Linked DNA regions of Mus musculus: regions 2, 3, 4, 5, 6 and 7 are each linked to region 1. A link is a contact called in public HiChIP or PLAC-seq, Micro-C and promoter capture Hi-C data. All regions are on one chromosome and are shown on one strand. Each heading gives the region's core, a stretch centred on a gene start, on an enhancer-like site or on the middle of the called end of the contact. The rest is flanking DNA. Distances are from core to core; before and after follow the strand shown. Region 1 holds the start of Cadm3 (cell adhesion molecule 3). Region 2 has its middle 30 kb from the start of Pigm. Region 3 has its middle 20 kb from the start of Slamf9. Region 4 holds the start of Slamf9 (SLAM family member 9). Region 5 holds the start of Tagln2 (transgelin 2). Region 6 holds the start of Slamf8 (SLAM family member 8). Region 7 holds the start of Olfr432 (olfactory receptor 432).

Evidence for each region. A called contact is a pair of places that touch in the nucleus more often than the background predicts. HiChIP or PLAC-seq counts read pairs in DNA pulled down with a chosen protein or histone mark. Capture Hi-C pulls out chosen DNA fragments and counts their contacts.
Region 2: a contact with region 1 is called in an H3K4me3 HiChIP or PLAC-seq map of neural tube, with 8 times the contacts expected there. The contact joins the enhancer-like site here to the promoter of Cadm3 in region 1. A contact is called at or near these places in 23 of 39 promoter capture datasets (the 3T3-L1 cell line, 3T3-L1-derived adipocytes, the C10 cell line and 13 more), 3 of 15 datasets of contacts at CTCF or cohesin (large pre-B cells, pro-B cells and stem cell-derived epiblast-like cells), 18 of 484 Hi-C or Micro-C datasets (the G1E-ER4 cell line, the N1E-115 cell line, adipose-derived mesenchymal stem cells and 11 more), 14 of 115 datasets of contacts at active chromatin or transcription factors (SST interneurons, astrocytes, craniofacial prominence and 9 more) and 2 of 9 other capture datasets (embryonic stem cells and liver).
Region 3: a contact with region 1 is called in an H3K4me3 HiChIP or PLAC-seq map of embryonic stem cells, with 4 times the contacts expected there. The contact joins the enhancer-like site here to the promoter of Cadm3 in region 1. A contact is called at or near these places in 16 of 39 promoter capture datasets (the 3T3-L1 cell line, 3T3-L1-derived adipocytes, the HPC-7 cell line and 10 more), 8 of 115 datasets of contacts at active chromatin or transcription factors (astrocytes, bone marrow-derived macrophages, embryonic forebrain and 5 more) and 2 of 9 other capture datasets (adipose tissue and embryonic stem cells).
Region 4: an H3K4me3 HiChIP or PLAC-seq map of forebrain shows a contact between it and region 1, with 8 times the contacts expected there. The contact joins the promoter of Slamf9 here to the promoter of Cadm3 in region 1. A contact is called at or near these places in 13 of 39 promoter capture datasets (the 3T3-L1 cell line, 3T3-L1-derived adipocytes, the HPC-7 cell line and 7 more), 2 of 484 Hi-C or Micro-C datasets (the N1E-115 cell line and embryonic stem cells), 17 of 115 datasets of contacts at active chromatin or transcription factors (craniofacial prominence, differentiating embryonic stem cells, embryonic basal ganglia and 9 more) and 1 of 9 other capture datasets (embryonic stem cells).
Region 5: a contact with region 1 is called in a promoter capture Hi-C map of liver, with 5 times the contacts expected there. The contact joins the promoter of Tagln2 here to the promoter of Cadm3 in region 1. A contact is called at or near these places in 13 of 39 promoter capture datasets (the C10 cell line, the SN4741 cell line, cranial neural crest and 7 more), 1 of 15 datasets of contacts at CTCF or cohesin (large pre-B cells), 4 of 484 Hi-C or Micro-C datasets (the G1E-ER4 cell line, the N1E-115 cell line and embryonic stem cells), 21 of 115 datasets of contacts at active chromatin or transcription factors (cardiomyocytes, craniofacial prominence, differentiating embryonic stem cells and 12 more) and 3 of 9 other capture datasets (embryonic stem cells, liver and pancreatic islet).
Region 6: a Micro-C map of embryonic stem cells shows a contact between it and region 1. The contact joins the promoter of Slamf8 here to the promoter of Cadm3 in region 1. A contact is called at or near these places in 23 of 39 promoter capture datasets (the 3T3-L1 cell line, 3T3-L1-derived adipocytes, the C10 cell line and 12 more), 1 of 484 Hi-C or Micro-C datasets (embryonic stem cells), 11 of 115 datasets of contacts at active chromatin or transcription factors (craniofacial prominence, embryonic basal ganglia, embryonic forebrain and 6 more) and 4 of 9 other capture datasets (adipose tissue, embryonic stem cells, liver and 1 more).
Region 7: a promoter capture Hi-C map of adipose tissue shows a contact between it and region 1, with 2.3 times the contacts expected there. The contact joins the promoter of Olfr432 here to the promoter of Cadm3 in region 1. A contact is called at or near these places in 2 of 39 promoter capture datasets (liver and pre-B cells) and 2 of 9 other capture datasets (adipose tissue and liver).

What each region holds. Positions count from the first base shown.
Region 1 is chr1:173,366,272-173,369,094 of GRCm38.p6, forward strand. Cadm3 (cell adhesion molecule 3) reads right to left here and starts at 1,424. Exons shown (of 9, transcript NM_053199.3): 1 at 1,142-1,424. The coding sequence starts at 1,223. It also overlaps a transcript of Aim2 not described here.
Region 2 is chr1:172,405,118-172,407,940 of GRCm38.p6, forward strand. No RefSeq gene overlaps it. Among named protein-coding and RNA genes, the nearest start is that of Pigm, 30 kb to the left of the region's middle. Within about 2 kb of position 1,389, at least 12 of the 459 cell types and tissues checked have an H3K27ac peak or open chromatin away from gene starts, as enhancers often do. A contact at or near this core is called in neural tube and stem cell-derived motor neurons, where this site is marked.
Region 3 is chr1:172,454,300-172,457,122 of GRCm38.p6, forward strand. No RefSeq gene overlaps it. Among named protein-coding and RNA genes, the nearest start is that of Slamf9, 20 kb to the right of the region's middle. Within about 2 kb of position 1,427, at least 29 of the 459 cell types and tissues checked have an H3K27ac peak or open chromatin away from gene starts, as enhancers often do. A contact at or near this core is called in embryonic stem cells, where this site is marked.
Region 4 is chr1:172,473,902-172,476,724 of GRCm38.p6, forward strand. Slamf9 (SLAM family member 9) reads left to right here and starts at 1,459. Exons shown (of 4, transcript NM_029612.4): 1 at 1,459-1,638; 2 at 2,232-2,573. The coding sequence starts at 1,596. It also overlaps the pseudogene Gm7804.
Region 5 is chr1:172,498,763-172,501,585 of GRCm38.p6, forward strand. Tagln2 (transgelin 2) reads left to right here and starts at 1,484. Exons shown (of 5, transcript NM_178598.2): 1 at 1,484-1,570. It overlaps Igsf9 (immunoglobulin superfamily, member 9), which reads left to right. Exons shown (of 21, transcript NM_001145800.1): 21 at 1-115.
Region 6 is chr1:172,589,124-172,591,946 of GRCm38.p6, forward strand. Slamf8 (SLAM family member 8) reads right to left here and starts at 1,445. Exons shown (of 5, transcript NM_029084.3): 1 at 1,276-1,445. The coding sequence starts at 1,309.
Region 7 is chr1:174,048,902-174,051,724 of GRCm38.p6, forward strand. Olfr432 (olfactory receptor 432) reads left to right here and starts at 1,474. Exons shown (of 1, transcript NM_146716.2): 1 at 1,474-2,412. The coding sequence starts at 1,474. The coding sequence ends at 2,412. It also overlaps the pseudogene Olfr431-ps1.

The DNA of each region.
Region 1 (2,823 bases), core at 174-2,673:
ATTCCTTTAGTCCCTCCACTGCTGGTCCTCCCTCCTCCGGGAACCTGAGGCTCTGAGCTGGGGCGTCTTTCTTCCTATCTCTACACAGTTCTTCAAGCCACCCCATTAACCACCAGCAGCCTCTAAGAAGGCTGAGGTGCCCCCACAGCGCTGACCTACATAGCTTGGCCTGGGGCGGGAGGGGCTCTTCCCCAAGTCCCCTCTCCCCTGGCCCCGCCTCCTTTCTTCATTCCCCCCCCCCCCACTCCCTTCCTTCACCTCTTTACCTTTACAAACCTAAGAAGGGTTGAGTTTTAGACTGGGGCAAAGAGGCTAGTCTGCTACCCCACCCTAAATTTGGAGAAATTAATGTTCAGCCCAGGAAAGCTTTGGTTTTCCCATAGATCCTTCTCCCCAAATATCTTGCTCTCTCCGTTTGCTGCCCCGCACCCAAGTATAGGTTTCCTTGCCCAGATTTTAGCACCACTAGGACTAGAGCCAAAGTGGGGCCCCCTCCGCCCTGTGTTGTTGTTTTGCTTCAAGGAGAAGCCCCCTCTCCTTTGCCCACGCCCCCCTCGACAGCCTCACCCAGGCCCCCTTGCCTGCCCACTCAGAGCTCCGCGGCGGGTGGGGGACGCGCGGGGGAGCAGAAATGTTTGCATACAGCAGTTTTGGGGATCGTTCTGGCCACCCAACCCCTACAGACATACATACAGAAACACCCAACACACGCCCTGACTGAAACAGCGACAAATCTCACTCCGCCCCCAACACACACTGACACAGACATACACACAGACTCTGACACAGAAACGCAGCCCCAGACACCAACATAGACGCGCACACCCAGACACACACGGACATCAACACATCCAGACCCCGGTTGCTCAAAATAGACAGCAACCCCCGAGATCCACATCCCTGCTGCACACGTAGACATACACAGTCGGTCGTGTACATAGGAGGTGCACACGCCGGCACACCCCACGGTCCTCAGAGACAGCGATGCTCAGAGACAGACACAAGGGTATTCCAAGAGGCTGGCGACTTGAACCCTCGCTTCCAAACAAAGCCAACAGGCTCCCTGCGCCCGGCTCCCCGTCTGAACCCCCACCTCGGGGCACTGGCCACCTCCCCTGGCGCCGCCCCCTCCCTCACTCACCGTCCTGGGAAAGATTGGCCCCGCCGGGCGCCCAGGAGCAGGCGAGGAGCAGGAGCAGGGGCAGGGCGGAAGGGGCCCCCATCGCGCTTCCTGGCCACCTCCCTGGCTGGGCGCTGGCGAGCCTAGATCTCCGGGGACTGGGGCCGGGGGTTCTGGGTAGCCGGCGTCGCTGTCCAAAGGGGCAACCCCGGAGCGGCTTCCAAGCCCGGGGCCGAGGCGGGTACCGGGAGGGAGCCGGCGCTGCTGCAGTCGCCGGGATTAAATAGGGCGCTCGGAGCAAACCATTCGGTTGGAGGTGGAGGGGTGGTGACGGGGGGCTGGGCTGGTGGCGGGGGGGCCTGGATGCCGCATTCCCTACTCCCCCTCGCCTCCCACACCCCCTCCGCGCTTTTGTGGTGCCTTCCATCTTCTCCCCCGGGAGCTCCTCCAGCATCACTCGGGTGTGGAGCAAAGGGAGGGAGCTGACTCAGAAGTGGGACCCCATGCGCACCCCTCTTATGCTTGGGGTGGAGAGAGGGGAGGTGGACAGGGCGGTGGGCCAGCTGGCGACAGAGTCCACTGCAGGCCTGGGCAAGGGCGTGCCCACTTGCCTGAGGTCCTCCGGCCCCGCCTTCTCCTTAGGCAACCGGGATCCCCAAAGCTAGGACACCCCTCTCCACTGTGACCAAGGATGCCTCCCCAGGGTACCTAATTACTCAAGGCATTCTCCTAAGCATAAACCTCCGTAGTTCTCTTACTCAAGACCCTCTTCTTAACTGTCCAGCAACAATTTGTGGTTCCAGGCAACATCCCTTGCAAAGCCGACCCCAGGAGGCCACCGAACCTAATCTCCTTCAAGCCTTCTTTAAAGACGTTATTCCAGACACTAAACAAGGAAGTATCCTGTAAAGTTACTTGGTATTTTCCTCCTCCGTGCTCTGTCTTAGACCCTCTTTCCTGAAACTAGCCTCTCAATATCCTTTCTGCTCGGTCTTTCAGGGGCTCTTCTCAACTTTTAGCTAGTAAGAACCCAGGGTGAAAGCCAGACTCACAGACCCTCTTACAGACCAAGAAGCAGTGAGTAATGCAGCTCTTGTTCCCTGAGGCTATAGAGGAGATGGATGAGAAAGACTGTGTTTGCAACTTGCTCACATTCAAAAAGTCCCGAGTCCCTAGTGTTTGCTGTTCTTCTAGGTTATCTCTGAAAGAGTTTTGGTGTGTTTAAAAAAAAGGATCTTTCTGGGTTCGTTTGGTCGAAATTTAGCTTTGGAGAATACATTTCTAAATTTTAGAAATCAGGGAATTTTAGGTATGCCAAGAATTCTTAGAGTATACCTGATCTAACCCAAAGGAAGTTAGCAGATCTAATCCAGGTTTTACATTCACTTAGAAATAAAAGATCCAGCATTAGGAATGGTAAAGAAAAGTACATAGTGCTTTATTCTACAAGTGGGATGTGGGTGGTTCTAGTAACATCTCCAGTCCATTTTCTGTGCTGCTTTCCTCTGCTAGTATTTAATGTTTGGGTAATCTTTCCTTCCTTATGTCAAGGCTTCTTAACTCTTTATGGTGATGTAGCCAATGTCTCTGTCACCTAAGAACCTGGGGACAGCCTGCAGAACATATTTCGTAACCAGTAAAGCCTTGTCTAAGTGACAGGCAGTTATCTGGGGCTGAGAGAGTACTGTTCAGGGCACCCCTGC
Region 2 (2,823 bases), core at 139-2,638, 960 kb before region 1:
CACCAGTACTTAGAACTTGCTTCCAACTGTACCCCCTTTCGGTCCCCCAAAGGAATCCACTATACTGATTTTTGAAACAATGTGTTCTTGATTGCTGGTTACAGTTTTTACATCTTACCTGGGTATCCTTTAACTAACTGTGTCTTGTCTTATAGATTCGTGTTTGTAGGAGACTCTTTTTGCTCAGTAGTATGTGTTTGCCTCTCACCTGCACTGCCTCGCATCCCGGACTGCACTCGTTTTCACAGCTGTATCATTTTCCATTATACAGATTTATTATCTGTCCTGCGATTGAGTGACACTGTTCCATTCAAGGTTGCAGAAGAGAAATCTGCTATTTTTCTCGGCGTGAACAGCTTATTTTGTTTTGTTTTCTATCTGGATGATCATAGGATTTTTTTTTTTTAAAGTGCCGTTGTCATCGTTTACTAGAATAAATTCAGACAGCTCTTTTAAATTTGCCGGGCGCTCTCACGGTGGCTCTCATCTCGTGCCTGCTCAGTTTTCTCTGTGCTCTCTCCCTCACAATGGACGAGCTTCATCTGTCTAGATGGGGACGGATGGTGGGGTCTCCTGGAGATGATGGGTCTCTGCAGAAATGTTTCAGTCTCAACATGGGAAACAAATTTATAATGTCCTCACTAAAACCACCCTTGAAGTGACATTGCATGTGAGAGGTGGGCGGCCTCACCTAAACCAGAAGGGACCTCTTATGACTATCATGGAACACTCCTGTGTCCCACCTACTCTCCACCCTCACCCCAACCCTCTCACGCTCTACCAGCACCCATTTACCCTCCACCCACACCCTCCACTCCACCCCACCCTCCACACCCCCACACCCCCACCTTCCACCCGATCCCACCCACACCCTCCACCCCATCCCACCTCCACCTTCTCATCCCTTGCCCTCCACCCTCCACCCTCCATCCGCTATCTGCGGATCTGACAAGGCAGCTTTGCCTGGAAGCAAATCTCCACTCTTTTCTCAGTGGTAGCTCCAACAAGCCTAGAGCAGCCTGGGGTCGAGAGCGAGCTAGCAAGCAAGCACTCCAGCCCCAGGTGGTGGTGGTGTTTGACTTTGACAGCCCAGATGGTGGTGGTGTTCGACTCTGGGCGACAGCGTGACTTGTGACTCGCACTCCTCTGTGGACTCTGTCACACAATGATTTGTTTGTTCTCTTCTACCCTGTAGGTCGGTTCATCAGAGAATCCCCAAGGGAAAGCTTTAAATGTATTGGCTTGGGTTGCCCCTGTGGGCTGGAAATACCACCTATTTAGCTTGTATTGATCCTCAAATTGAAAAGTGGGCCTCTTGTGCAGCAAGCTGCCTCCCTGAGCCGGGTAGGAGGGCAGAGTGGACGGAGAGTGATGGGCAGCCTCTGTTTTCCCGTCGGTACCTTGAGAAAAACTCGCGCTTATTTAGCAGGTTGGCAGGGAAACCGAACACTACCCAAGATTTATAGTCGCCCGAGGGACAAGCTCTTGTTTGTGGTGTTGAATAAGACAGTCTCTTCCTCAAAGTCTCTGTACAACAGGCAGGGAGGCCAATCATTTGCCAAACATCTTGTAGAAAAGAAAAAGAAATGCATCAGATGGGAGACTGGACAATGTCCTTAATATTCTTCCTTTCCAGAAATCTTGTGACTAGTGTTTTCTTTGGATGCTCAGGGCACGTGTGTGTGTGTGTGTGTGTGTGTGTGTGTGTGTGTGTGTGTGTGTGTGTGTGTGTGTGTTTATTTCTCCAGTCCTGTAGTCCTGAGTTGTTTCTGCTTCAATGTCACCTAAGGATTTGTAGTCAGACTGTGGTGGGTTTGCCTCATCGCTGCATATACAATATTTTATTGCCTTAAAGGGTCTGACAAATTAGGGATAGCATTCTTTTTGGAAGACTTCTGGTTCAGTTCTCCTCTGTGGGCCTTGAAGGGCCTGTATTAGTCACTCAGCAAGCAGTTAAGGTTTTCTCCTTCCCTCCTGGGAAACAAAAGTGATTAGGAAATTGTGACTTTGCTATTGTTCTCAAGAAAATTGCATTAAAATTTACAGGTACCTTTCCAAAAGAAGACAAATTATACACATTACAAGAAGGGAAGAAAAGACTTGGTGATTATGTCATTCCTCTGAGAGCAGCTCATTGTTTTGCTTGCTACAGAATGTATCCATCGGAGCAGACCTGTCCTTCTGTGGGTCTGTGATGCTGGTAAAGTCTGACCGGGAGAACCAACCTACTGGCCCCATTTCTGGGAAGATAATTGAAAAGTTAGGACACCACCCCCCCCCCTTGAGAATTGTCTGTGCCCTTGGAGTACGGGTCTTCCTCCTTGATTGGAGACACTGGGGGGGGGGAGGGTGCGGGGGGGGGGTGTCCGTGGCAGTGCTCTTAGGTTAATCAGATATTTGAGAAAAAAACTTTATTTTCAGCCAGGACCTGCAAACCACATATCCTGTCTAGTGTTTCTTGAACTATCTAGGATAGGGAAGAACAGGAGAGGTATCGTCACTCTGGTTCTGTGCCTGTTAGAATGTGGCACCTGCCAGCACGTTCTTTCTAACACCACCCAAGTGGGCCCAACCTGAGAAAGAAAACGAGCTGATTGGTGAAGTTACAATGCATACTAACTATTCCCTTTGGTTGTAATAGGGCACAATGGGCAGATGCTAAGAGACAGGGACGTGAAAGCTGTTGACTGACTCTGTGTCCTTGCATACCACGCTAGGCAACAGCCAAGTTGCTCCTCTGCGGTTCCTAGATTTGTGCAGGAGGAGGCTTCTCTGGCTTGTCTGAATGGTCAGGGAGCCTGCAGCTGGAGTCAGGACATAACT
Region 3 (2,823 bases), core at 177-2,676, 910 kb before region 1:
GTGAGTTTCTGGAACCCATAAAAGGAGGCAATGAATACACTTGCTCCCTCACACATGGATTAGTGCTAGACTTGTGGTGGATGTGGGGGCCTTGGTCTGTATTTCCTGCTTCTGACATGGGTCATGGGGGGGGGCACTTGGGTAATAATGCAGGACATCTATCACTGTCACCTCTGAGAGACATCCAAGGTAGCTGTGAGGTGAAAAGACAAGGGGTTAAGTTGTGCTTAACTGGCCGAGGGAGCCAGGGATATGTGGAAAAGGAAACAGTCTGGGAAGAGTGGTAAGACAAGGAAGGCGGAGCCAGATGTGGCGAGAACAGATCCGAGTAGAACTGTGGATTTGTTCATCGTGGAGGGGCTTGGGTGGTCCATAGGTCCACCCTGGGATCACTCAGGTGGTGATGGAGAGCTTCCAGTCACTGGAGGAAGCTGTAAAGAGTGGAAGGCACAGTTATCGACTATCCCTAAAACCCCCTCTGCTTCATCTCGGTCCCGGGGACAGTTGTCGCCCACTCTCATTTTCTGTCACCTCTTTACTTTTTTATTCCATGCTCCATCTAGACATAATCACGTTTTGTTGTTGTTGTTGTTGGTTGGTTGGTTTTTATTTTCTAAAATACCATGTGAACCCCCAACCCCACGCCTTGACCTTGCCAGTTCCTTCAGGTATAACTTACAAGTCCAGTACAGCAGCTTTCTAATCCTCCTTTGAGCCATTCTAGAAACTTCTACTTTGCTCTGGGCCCTTATATCTGCTTATTTTTTCGTGGCTTGCAAGGGTTTCATACAGCCTTGTGGAGCATTAAACAAAAAACAAAAAAAACAAAAACAAAACAAAACCAGTGTTGAGTAGAGTAAAAAGAATTGCTTTGTGCTATTTTCTTCAGGTCATTTATAGTAGAGAGTTCCATAAAATTCCTTTCAGAAATCAAGAAAACAACAGCTACAACCACCACTACCACCACCACCACCACCACCACCACCACCACCACCACCACCACCACCACCACCACAACGCCCCTGACGAGGCCTTGACTGTTAACTTCTGCCTTTTGAAGCCGGGATGGATTTAAAGTACTTTGTTTCCAATGCTTATGCTCGCATTTAAAAAAAAAAAAAAAATGAGCTCATAGTTCCATCTAAGCCTGCTTACCCAAGGAGATTTACACTTTTTTTTCTGAACATTTATAAACATCTAGAACAGTTTCTAAACAGAGATACTGCAGGGCTTCTTCTTAGCTTCCTAGCAACATTTACATATGAAAAAAGGACTTCCGGCAGGGGGTGGGGGGGGGAGGTAGAGTGGGGTCTGGTAGAGACTACTGAGAAAAGTCAGAGGAACCGAGTGCAGAGGAAGGGTGGCAATTGGGAGTGGCTTGGTTATTTTTTTCTCTACCCGTGGTGGAGTTTGAATGCAGAGCCTTGCACTTGAACCCAGGCACCCCGTGCCTCCTGGTTTGTAGCCAGTGTTATAACTCTCCTCTCTGCTTATGCCAAGTATGCAAAGTGAATGAATCACAAGGTTGAAAGAATGAACATGGCAAAATAGACATAAAACGCAACCAGACTGACAGCAGACCGAGGTTCGTTCGGTTGCACACAAGACTGACATCCTGCCTCATGAAAAATAAGGGTAGGTTTCCCTAACCTTCCCAACCCAAAACAAAGCCTGTGTTTTCACACAAACCCAGTTCTCTTAGAAAGTTTCCCGCCTATCTCCAAGTCTACCCCTGCATCTTTTCCTCCTTCCGTCTTAGAGCCTGTGGTAACTATGACCTAAGTACCATCTGGCCTCTGCTTGTTCCTCCTGAGGCAATAGTAGAGGGAAATGGAAAAGGCAGCTGGGGTTGGAGATCTTACAGCTAGGGTGGACAGAGGTCATGCAGAAATACCCCTGGGGAGGGAACATAGTAGGAACTGAGACTGGGCAGGGCCAGGGCAGGGGAGCCATGGGGACTGTCACTCCCTACATCCACACAGAAAATATAAGGAGGCTGCACAGATCTCCTATCTCCTATGAGTATCATTGCAATCCTTAACTATTCCCTCTGCCAGGAAGCCCCTGTTATTTTAATCTAATCCCCTCTCTTTTCTCCATTGTGGGTTCCTGTGATGGAAAGTTCGGTGAGCCTTTAATTTCATGTTCCTGCATGTCTCTGTGTACTGTTCCTGTTTTCACGTTCCATTCTGACCACCCACGCTGTCAAAGAGGACAGCTGTCTGGCAAAGGGTTCCACAGGCCCCGACTTTAGATCAGTCAGAAAGTCGGGCTCCATTCTATTAAGCTCAGAATTATATATATATATATATATATATATATATATATATATATATTTGTACAGTCTGTTTTGATGTTCTGAAGTTTTTGAACATGAGTAGTTCTTTTTATTTACAAGTAAAGATGTCCTATATATATATATAATGTCTTTATATATATATAAAACTTCATATTCTGCTTTTACCTCACTCCACTAATCCCTTATCTTAGGACTCATTCATTCTGTGTATGTATTTAAGGATTCATATCTTTATTTCTTGAGGCTCGATCAAGTTCTATTATATAGCTACATTATAATTTATTTAATTAACCCTTTAAGTAAACATTTTTGTGGGGTTTTTTTTTTTGTTTGTTTGTTTGGTTTGGTTTTGGTTTTCTGAGACAGGGTTTCTCTGTGTAGCCCTGGCTGTCCTGGAACTCACTCTGTAGACCAGGCTGGCCTCGAACTCAGAAATCTGCCTGCCTCTGCCTCCTACGTGCTGGGATTAAAGGCGCGCGCCACCATTCCCAGCCCATTTTTGTGGTTTTTAACCTTTACTATTA
Region 4 (2,823 bases), core at 209-2,708, 890 kb before region 1:
TATGTGCCACTATTCTTGACCTGAAACAGTATTTTAAGAGAGAATTAGCCTTATCTTGCTGTCCAGGCAGAGGGCCTATGTGATGTCCCTCTCAATTCATGTCACAACAAAAACAAAAACCAAATTCACATAGTTTCTGGAACACTTGATATCCTGCCAGTGGAGAAGGAGGATGTCCTCAAATTCTTTGCAGTAAGAACCCTCTTAGGTGGCACCAATCTTGTCTTCCTTATGGAACAGTAAATCTTCAAAAGACAAAGTGAGAGGATTTACGTTAAAACAAAACAAACAAACAAAAACCCTAGGAGGAGCTGGGAGATGCTGCTGCTTTCAGCTCCAGCCATTACTGGCATTGGGAATCCTGCTGATGTCAACTTCATTGCCTCCAGGAACCCCTGGGGCCAGCTAGCTGTCCTGACTTTTGCTCCTGCAAAAGACTTTCATTACTCAAACTAAGAGGACTTCAGGAAGCGATGGCTTTTGCTAGTCACCAATCCCAGAGCTGATCCCCAGCCCATCACAAAGGTGTCTTATGTCAACCTGTCTGCCGTTGCTCTGTGTAACGCACATTCTCCTCAGTACTATTGACATTGACATTGCATGCAACAAGGGTACTCACCCAGTGAATCCTACTTGGTGGATGTTGGCTTGGGAAGTTCTGCACACATGTGACACCATCTCTGGGGAGCACCCATAGTTCTCATCAGGTCATGTCTAATCTCTACTCCTATAGGGAGCCTGAAGAGATGGAGAAGGAAAAACAAGTGTAGCCGAAAAGGCTGTGACTACAAAAATCTGTCAGTGTGGAAGGACTATACCTGCTCCTGAGTTCACTGCTCCTTGGCCAAGGTGGCAGACTGGAGGTTTGCAGGTGTCTTCTGTGCCCAACCAGAAGTTCCCAGTGAAGACTTGATGTTCAGACACTCCAGGGACTAGTCTGCACCGCTCATGCCACTGAATCAGATGGCAGTAGCACTGAGTGGTCAAAACTGTTTGCAGACACCAGGCAAAGCAGAAAGGTGGATGGAAGACAGCATCACAAATGGGAATACAAATAGCTTTAAATAGAAGACTTCCCACGCTCATCTTTTCTAATGCCATGAAGATGCGTTTAGCAGGGGCTAGGAACAGTGAAACATAACAGTGGAAATAAAAGATAGACTCTCTCAGGGGAGATAAAGATCACAGCAGCATAGAAAATACTGAGGGGGTGGGCGAGAGTGTTCAGAGGGCCGACAGCTGGGTAGTTCGAAGCACGTGCATATGTGATTTCTACGGGATCTGGGCATGCAGCTGGCTGGAGATAGAAAAGTCAAAGTCTGTATTAGGAAGTGAGATTTGGGTTTGGTTTGGGGGATGGGCAATCTGAGACAGTGGCTTACATCATCTGACTGTTAGACGGAGGAGAGGCACATTTCCATGAGGGCCAGGGAGGAGTTTAATGTGTACAGAGGAAGTTGGAGGGAGAATTATTTCCCTCTCTGCTTCCTGCCAGTATCAACCAGTCATTCTGCCTCTATGGACCCCTTACCAGCTTGTGTTTCCACAGCCTAGCCAGCTGACCAAGTCACTCTTCCCAGGCAAGAGCTGCCAATATGGGGGCCCTTCTGTGGTCACTCCTGCTGCTGCTTCAGGAAGGTGAGTGGCTCCCTGCTCCTGTATAAGACTGTCTTTATACCCTCTGTTCCACTTGGCCTTAGGCTGGCAAGACCCTTCCTTTGGGGATGAGTGTGTCAGCCCTTCTGTTGATGGGGCACCAAAGGATGATTGTGACTCGCTCTGCAATAAACATGGGTGTGCATGTATCACTGTTGTACATTGATGTGGATTGTGCTGAATGCATGCCTACATGTGATGTAGCTGAATCTCAGGCTAGGTTGGGGGAATTTCTACTCTGAACTCCAAGGAGTGGGTTATGGCCTCTGAGCAGGATGAGAGGGTATATCTGGGTGACATGCATGGGGTTGCAGTTCCAGAAGGACAAAAAAGAAGGGAAATGGTGAAGAGATCAATGGGGACCATCTCTTCCCCCTCCCTGACCCCACCCCCTCCCAGATCCTTGATCAACTCAGGTGCAGTGGAAATCTAGAACTACAAGAGGTAGCTAGAGAGTCCTACGATGGTGCATAGAGCTAGAGAAGGTGCTCAGAGGCAGATGAGTCATAGCTACTCTGTTACCTAACTGCAGCCACCAAGAGATATCAGCCAGGCTGTATGCATCTCTTTTTCAGCCAAAGGGTTTTCTGGAGATGATGAGGATCCTGAGGAAGTGGTTGGTGTCCTGCAAGAGTCTATCAACCTCTCTCTGGAAATACCATCCAATGAAGAAATTAAGCACATAGACTGGCTCTTTCAAAACAACATTGCCATCGTGAAGCCAGGCAAAAAGGGACAGCCAGCCGTTATCATGGCAGTGGATCCTCGATACCGGGGCAGAGTGAGCATCTCTGAGTCCAGCTACTCCCTGCATATTAGCAATCTGACCTGGGAAGACTCAGGGCTTTACAACGCCCAAGTCAACTTGAAGACATCTGAGTCCCACATCACGAAGTCTTACCATCTCCGTGTCTACCGTGAGTTTAAGACTCCCCTTATTCTGGCTTTCCTGAGCTTGGCATGGAAGCTCGGGAGCTGAGGTAAGCCTTAAGAGGCTGAAACTGGAAGGCAGACTGCTTGTAGTGTGGTCTGTTCCAGTGCCTGAGCTTCAGCCACAGGGAAAATGAACAGGAACAAGGAGGCAATGGACACTGAGGCTGTTTCCATGGAGGTGCCCAAAGCAGTAAGAAAGATAAAGATGGTGTATAGAGCATCAAAGGGCTCTTT
Region 5 (2,823 bases), core at 234-2,733, 870 kb before region 1:
GTGTGTGTGTGTGCGTGCGCGCGCGCAAGCGCGCGTTCGAAAGTGGTGTTTATGGTGTGGGTGCAGGTTTCTTTTTTTTAAAAAACAGGTGAATAATAAATGTCTGGAAACCGTTTCTCTGTCACCTCTCTTTGTGTTTAAGAGAGATGAGGAAGTCCCTGGATATGTACAGAGAGGGTTCTGAATGGGACACATTCAACAGTCATTCAAGAAAAAAGTTGTTGAGTGCCTAGTAGAGATCTGCTGTTAGGCCAGAAGCCATGAGAAAATAGAGAAATCACTGGGATAATGCCTTTGTCCTTGGGGAGTTCTCGCTAGTCACTGAGGCCAACTACGCACTGTGATAAAGCTGTAAGCTGGTTATCACATTGGCACAAAGAGTTCAGTTTGAGTCAATATTTAGTAAATACTTAAAACATGTGGGGATTCCTGGGACACTCACAGGAGACTGCTCAGAGTTCTTTCCATGTCCCGTCCACCGCCCGGAGTTTATTTTGTAGACTGGGCACGGCAACTAAAGCCAAAGGTGCTTTTGTAATTGACCAGAAGCCACACAAGCAGGTAACAGGCAGAGCAGGTGACGGGGCAGTGAAGGAAACCCACTTTCGGGCAGAGGAACACCCTAAAGGCACAGGGGACTGAAACTTGACATTCTGTGGGTCTGAGCGGGACTTTGGGGAATAGAGAAGTCAAAGGTCAGGGTGGAACTGGCTGCTGTTCTTTTAAATATCAGGCTCAACGGGGGACTCCATAACGTGAAGAAAGAAAAACACTGGTGGGTTTTAAATGGGGAACTCCGCTAACTACAGCCTGAAAAAGTAGGTGTTCTGGACACCCCTCAACTATTGCTCTTCACTCTTAAGGGGTAGAAAAGTGCCTGCCAACTTCCTCCACTAAGCCCCCGCCTCCAACCCTCCAAGATCTAAGAAGAAATGTCAATTTATTAAATGGGAGATGGAAGGGAGAGAGAGAACTGGGTCTGAATCCCAGGTCCCAAGCCCTACCACACCCTCAAGGCCCCGGGCAAGGAGTGACCTCACTGTTCTTTTTTTTTTTTTGCCCGGGCTTGAAGTTAAATGGCAAGCAGAACCACGTGGGGGTGCTGTCCCAGCCTGTAAGCACCAGACCTATTACTCCTTACTCTATCCTGTAGGAAGGCGCTTCCTGGACCTGAATTTACAAAAGGCCGGCCTTTTTGTAATAGTAGGCTTCTCATAGAAACAGGCCTGCGATCCTGAGCTAGCTAGTCTAGGCAGAAAGTTTCCTATTAGGATACAAGTCTATGGCTGGTGAATGCAGGTTGAGGATCCCCTGGGCGGAGACCTTTTGCAGCGGCGCCAAGGACTCCGCAGGTCCTTTACGGCTCATTCCTGCCTACTGACCACCTATCTTAAGCGCTCCAGCATTCCACGCGGCGGCGCCTTTAAACCCTCTTGGCCCTTGCCCCGCCCCTGGTCCGCCCCGTCTGAGGCGGGACCCCCCAGAAAACTCCAAGCCCGGCCGGGTCTTGAGCTCCACTCGCCGCTGCAGCCCCTGTCGTGCGTGCGCTCTCATCCAGCCCTCTTGGACGGTGAGCAGGACTGAGGGACCAAGGCAGCGGGGTGGGAGTTGGGGATTATGTGTGTGGTCTGTAGAAAGCAAGAAGCCAACACTTGAGACTTGCTTCTGGGAGCGTGGGGGTTGAAGACTGGCGGACGCTGGGGTCCCAACTGGGTGCCCCGCCCCGTGCTGTCAGGTCCGGTTCCCAAGCCTTCTCTGCATTGTTCAGCAGTTAAGCAAGGCAAGTTTTACGGGTGCACAAGACGGGGCGTCCGTCCCGACCCAAGAGGTCTGGTCCCAAGCCCCAGCCGTTTGCTCCAGCGTTGAGTTCTCTTTGGGGGGAGAAGGAAGGAGGGCGTCGGACGTCCGCAGGCTGCTGAGTGGCCGCAAGAACTAGGTTCTGGCGCGCGCTCCGGTCCATGAATTTACCGCGCGCCCCTTTCACTTCCTGGTCCAGGAGCACGTGTGGGTACTGCCTGCCTTCTGTGACCCCGAGACCGCCCTTTTGCCCCCCTCCTGCTAGTTCGTTTGTCCGGGTACTCGGGGTCACAGGTCTCCGGGAGTTATTTGCACAGTAGCCTGGTCTTCTGTGAAACCCCCTTCTTCTCCTGGAGCGCCTTTGACCTCGGACATCTCCGGGCTGCAGCCCTGACTGCACTCGGATGTGCCCTGTCTGTAGGGGTTGGCTGCTATCCAAACTCTCTTACCCTAGCCTGAGACCCGCTGCCCCCTCCCGTGCCCCCTGCTGCTGGGAAAGCCGGTGGTGGCCGCGGGCGGGCGGGCGGGCTGCCCAGACCTGCGTCACCCCAGTGGCGGGAGGGCGGTGGGTGACTCATCCACATTAACGGCCCAGGCAGGGTGTGGCCGTGGGGGTGGGGGGGACGGCCGAAGGGGCTGGACCGGAAGTAGATTACCTCCTTTTTGGGCTCTGCAGGCCTACCTGTGTTCCTATCCGAGAGGTTCTGGGATACGTGGTATCTGTGGAGCAAAAGCAGCGGTGATGGCAAGTGGAGGTGCGGTGTAGGAGACCAGTGGCTGGACGGGTCTCCTTGTTCCCTAGAGCAGTAGTCAGGGATAGCTCATCTCTAAGCTTCTCCCATTTTCTCTTCCCTGTAGCTCAGGGTACACCTCAGGCTTTGGGCCAAGGTAAGGAGGGGTGAGCAAGGTGTTAACGTTCCAAAGCCGCAAATAATCTTTGTCCTTGCGATCCCCTTGCACACCCTTGGTGTCTATGCTGGTCCCCAGGGGATTGGCCCCTAGTCAGTGTTCACCCCATGGCTTTGT
Region 6 (2,823 bases), core at 195-2,694, 780 kb before region 1:
GGTTTTGGGACCCATTGCCTATCATTATTTGTGATCTAAAACAGGGAAAGAGACAAACAGGAGGTGAGATAGCAAGGTGCGATGTTCAAAGGACTGTTTTGAGCTTGAACTATGAGGAAGACAATCCTGTTTGAGCTGCCCTCTTGACTCCTTTTCTGCCTTATTTGTGTGTGCTTATTCTGTAAGCATCACCATCACCTCTAACCTCTTCCCTAGCTCACTGCAAGGTTACATTCTTTCTGTTTTCCTACAGTGACCAGAAATCAGCACCCTGTACTATTAGTAGTGTCTGTCTCTGAATCAGGATCCCCCTCCAGACATGAACTCTTTCAGGCTAAGAGCAAACGTCTTTATCTTTATACGTGCAGTTCTCCCCTTCCCCTCAGTTTAATATTAGACTGCAGGAGCTCAGTACACTGCACTGAATTTGCTGAGGATTGACCCCGAGCCTGGTACAGAAGGAGGCTTCAGGATGCAGGGCACCGTAAGGGTTGATACATCATGTATCCAAGTGCCAGAAGCTGGGATCAAGAGATCTGCTGATCACAACTCTAGTCCTCATCTATATCTTTAACCTCTCTGGGCCTAGCCATCTTTATTCTGAAGGACACAGATTCAGTGTTAACACTGGATGCCCCTTAAGTCTGAGGTTCTGCCGTATCCTGGCTCTGAGTATGGGGATCCATGAACTCCGTGTCATGTTGCCTATTTGTTGATCAAAGAGGGAAACTCAGCCATCAGAGTGATGGAGGGAGTCAGCTCGTGTTTGGAGACTCCAACACCAGTTTGCTATCAGCTATCCTCATGCCCACTGGGACCACATTTAACCTGCTGTCACCTCATTTCTTCATTCAATGTCCATCTCTTCTTGTACAGGATACAGAGAGTGACCTCAGCATCCTTACAAGCTGCCGAAACACTCCTTAGGGAACTCTCCTCTGCCTTACCCTCCTCTCTTTCCCTGGACTGGAGGATCCCCATGTGTCAGTAGTGCCAGATCCCCATCACCCTAGCACCCAACTTTCTCTCAAAACTGCCATCATTTCAAGCTGCTCTGGGCCCTGGAACGGGTGGTGTCTCCTGGATACAGATGCCACTGGTAACGCTACCCTATTTTGTCTAAGACACCACTTGAGCTTGCTCCACACCTCACTTCTCCTTCTCTCCTTGATTCTTACTTGGTTTGGAGAGGCAAGCTGCCTAGCAGTAGGATGAAGGCAGCTGGGGAGAGGCTTTCAGCTCCCCGAGGACAGGTTGTCCATCTGCCCCACTTACCTTCAAAGAGAAGAAGACTCCAGAGGGACCACATGGCCGTTGTCCTCCCTTGGAAGATTCCCTCAGCAAACTAGGATATCCATCCTAGGCCAGACGAGTGCACGGAAGGAGCTGTGGTCCTGCTGGAAAGTCCCATGTTCAGAAGGAGGAATCTTGACTCAAAACAAGATGTCTTGAAAGCGAAAGCATCCCGGGTAAAGTGGAAGTTGGCTGCAGGCCCAGCTGAGCCTCACTGGGTTCTCAGGAGCCGGTTCTTGTAAGTCAGCCTCCTTTCTGTGCACATGGCAGTCAGAGCATGGTGACAAGCACACCCACATGGCACACGTGCTTCTTACACATGGTCACCAGGCCTTTCTGCATCCAGCCCTGCTCATGGATGGGCCTAATCACCATCATTGTCACAGAGAGCCTTCTGAGCTTCAATTTTCATCTATGCACTTCCCCTCTGCTTAAAAGTCTTTGAAACTCTCCTGCTGCCCTCTGGATAAAGACAAAATACTGAGCTTAGCATGGGAGGCTTTTCAGCTTCTACAGACTGGCTGCCCACATCTGCTCTCCTCTTTGGCCATCCCAGCCAGACTACCTCTTTTTAGAACCACCCCATTTGACATCTGCACACATTGGATTGGCTTTCCTAGCAGGCATACCTTGCCCACCAGGCTGTCCTTCAAGGCTCCCTGCCTACAAGCAGAGTGAGAAATACTTTGTACCCATGTATTCTTACTCTTCCTTGTATCCTCTGCATGTTGCTGGTCATAGCCACACAGTTTCTCTAGGCCGTTTAATAGCAACATTCGTATTTGTTTCTGTGCTGGACACACTGTTTAATAAATAGTCATTAAGTGATTGGACAACTATCAGACGTGGCTAGCCCTTTTGCTTTTATGTAAGGCTGAGGACCATTCTCAGAGCTGATCTTCTTGTCACCCCATTGGAAGTATCTGTGGAAGAAGAATTAAAAGCCACGTTAATGGTAGGCACTCTCTTGGGGTCCCAGGGGTCATAGAGGGGCAGAGAGCATGGGCTGTCCCCTCCTCACTCTTATTCTGCGCTTTTATTTATAGCTTCTTTTTTCCCCTCTTCCCTCAGTAATAGAGAGAGAATGAAAGGCTTCTGGAATGTTCTACCAACTTGTATCCCTATCCCCAGCAGAGAAGTCATTTTAAGATGCTGCCCTTGAGAAAGATGCCTAATGTCCTGAGTTTGGATCATTGTGTGTTGTCCTGTATAGTATCTAGTTTGTGAGTGAAATGGGCACCATGGTAACACTGGCTGTGGAGGAAGAGAAAGCATTCATGCTGCTCCTGAGGAACCAAGAGAGAAGGGAAAGGACCAGCATTTTCCTGGGGAATGAATGGGGAGCCTCTACGTGTAGTTCAGAGGGGAAATGTACAGCAGGGTCTGAAGAAGACTGTCAGAACACTACTGCTCATTCAAACTTGAAGGAGACCACTGGGGCCTGAGATCCTGACCAGACCAAAGTAGACTGGAATTCTTCCTACTAGACAGGTTTCTAAAAGACACACACACACACACACACACACACAC
Region 7 (2,823 bases), core at 224-2,723, 680 kb after region 1:
CTAGATTGTTTCCTTAATGTCATGTTATATGGTCATTGCAAGACAGGCAATATCCCTGGATTAGATTGCAGAACTCCAAAGTGTAGATGCAGAGGTAAGTCATTGGCGAGACACACACATCTCATCTGACTCATTTCTGTGGGCCTCACTTCTTGCCCCAGAGGGATCCATACTGAGAGTTAGTCATAGTAACCTCAGGGAACGTTTATTAAGGAGTTTGTGGGAGAGCTTTGTTTCCAGGAGCAGGAATTATAAATAAGGGAGTGTCTTGGGATAGAAGTGATACCAAGAAGAATGAGACTAGTTCTGTTGTAACCAAAAGAATGAGGTAATGGTTGGAGGTGGCACACAAGAGGTAAGAACAGCAAAAAAAAAAAAAAAAAAAGCAGCAGGAGGCAGCTGAATAATTGACCTTTTCTGAATAATTTCCATTTGAGTATGAGCATGACATTCTGCAGATATTAATAAAGGCTGTCCATGAGGAACCTAGTACAAATCAATCAATAACTAGAGAATCATAAGCTATTACCACGTCAGAAACTTCGGGAACCTGTAACTTAAACTTCTTCAGTTACAGGACTTCAGCCACAGAGGAAGTGTTGGTTTGGATCAAGATTCACGTTGAGTTGGTGGTGAAGACAAATGAGGAAATACGACTCCTGAAATAAGGCATTGCTTGTACTACTTTAGCACCTCTTGACACATCTCATAGGGGCTTTGCTTTGTACTTCTCCCTTTCTCCTACCCACTGCAGTATTCTGAAGTGTATCTCCCACTAGAATACTTCCAGAAAACACATCCTCTTAGCCAATGGATTATTCATGTTTCCCAAAAGTATTCAGCTTTGAGATATGTTCCTAAGATAGCCTTGTTTCTTGTCCATCATTTTCTCTTTCCACCTTTGATAAGAACCTTGATGAGTTCTAAACAAACCTGGAGAACCCCCAATAAGACTTAGATGTTAATGAATGAACATAAGTCTCCTTTTCCTACTATATCCTAGTTGTTGAATCCAGTATACAATAAGGATCATAATTTCGAATTATCATGGGAGCACTTAACTAGGAATGGTAGGAGAAAGAAGCAGAATTTTCCTATCATTTTATTTGTTGGGATTTTTCTTTTTTTTCTTTTTTTTCTTTTTTCTTTTTCTTTTTTTTTCTTTTTTTTTTTTTTTTTTTTGGCAAAGCAGAGAGGAGAAAATCTTAGGCCTGACTGCTGCCATAGTCTACAAATGTTGTTCTGTGAATTAAAACAATAATTCTATGTGGCCACTGTCACCAACAGATATTAAACAAACCACTTCTGACTACTAGTAGTCAAATCCTCTTTCATCCTGTAGATGGAATGGATTGAGTAGACAATATGTGATTTTGACTTGTGTGTTCTATACTTTGGTCTCTGGGGAACATTGTCCAGAGGAAAAACATAAAGGTGATTATTTACTGCCTTTTTCTTTCATTCCCAGGAATCATGGATCATGTCAACTATACCTGGACACGGACCTTCATCCTTGCTGGTTTCACTACCTCTGGCACCCTGCAACATCTTGCAGTTTTTGGAACCCTGTGCATCTATCTCCTCACACTGGCAGGGAACTTGTTCATCATTGTCTTGATCCAGGCAGATTCAGGGCTGTCCACTCCCATGTACTTCTTTATCAGTGTCCTCTCCTTCCTGGAACTCTGGTATGTCAGCACCACAGTGCCCACCTTGCTGCATACCTTGCTCCATGGGCCTTCACCCATCCCCTCGTCTGCATGCTTTGTCCAGCTGTATGTCTTCCACTCCTTGGGCATGACCGAGTGCTACCTGCTAGGTGTCATGGCTCTGGACCGCTACCTTGCTATCTGTCGTCCACTGCACTACCATGCACTCATGAGCAGACAGGTACAGAAACAGTTAGTTGGGGTTACATGGTTGGCTGGTTTTTCAGCTGCCCTGGTGCCTGCAGGTCTCACTGCCTCTTTACCTTATTGTTTGAAAGAGGTGGCCCATTACTTTTGTGACCTGGCACCAGTGATGCAGTTGGCATGTGTGGACACTAGCTGGCATGCTCGGCTTTATATTGCAGTGATTGGCATGATCAATACATGCAATCTTACTTTCATCTTGGGACTCTATGGAGGTATTGTGAGAGCTGTGCTGAAGCTGCCTTCAGCTGCTAGTCGTGCAAAAGCCTTTTCCACCTGTTCCTCCCATATAACCGTAGTGACACTGTTCTTTGGCTCTGCCTTCATTGTCTATGTGGGCCCACCAGAGATTCGAGCTGAAGGCAGAGACAAGCTTATTGCCTTGGTATATACTTTGCTCACCCCTTTCTTCAACCCTATTATTTATACTCTTCGCAATAAGGAAGTAAAAGAGGCTTTTAAGAGGGTCACACAGAGGATTAATGCTGTGCTGAAATGACTTGAAGTCTGCTAGGTTTATTGTATTCCATCATATGAAAATTGAAAGATTTCCCTGCTTATTGTATAGACAATTAACTAGTTGTTTCGATGATATGTCAAATTTTCAACTCATGAAATCTTTCATTAGGACACATTGTAAAATGTTGTAAGACAAATATAGTCCCTGAACCTACCAACGTAGGAGTGGGTGAGGACACAGATTTGAAGGGGAAGAAACAAAATGACGTTCACCTTTTCTCAGGCAGATGGAACTTAGTTAGAAAGTGAGTTGGTTTAATTTCTAGAATCTGGTCTGGCTATGTGTTAATGTTTCAGACCGGATTTTTGAAGAAAGACCAAGAAGATATTGAAATTAGTTAAAGATTTTGGAAGAGAGCATTGCGCAAATGTTGGGATGGACACCAGGGAG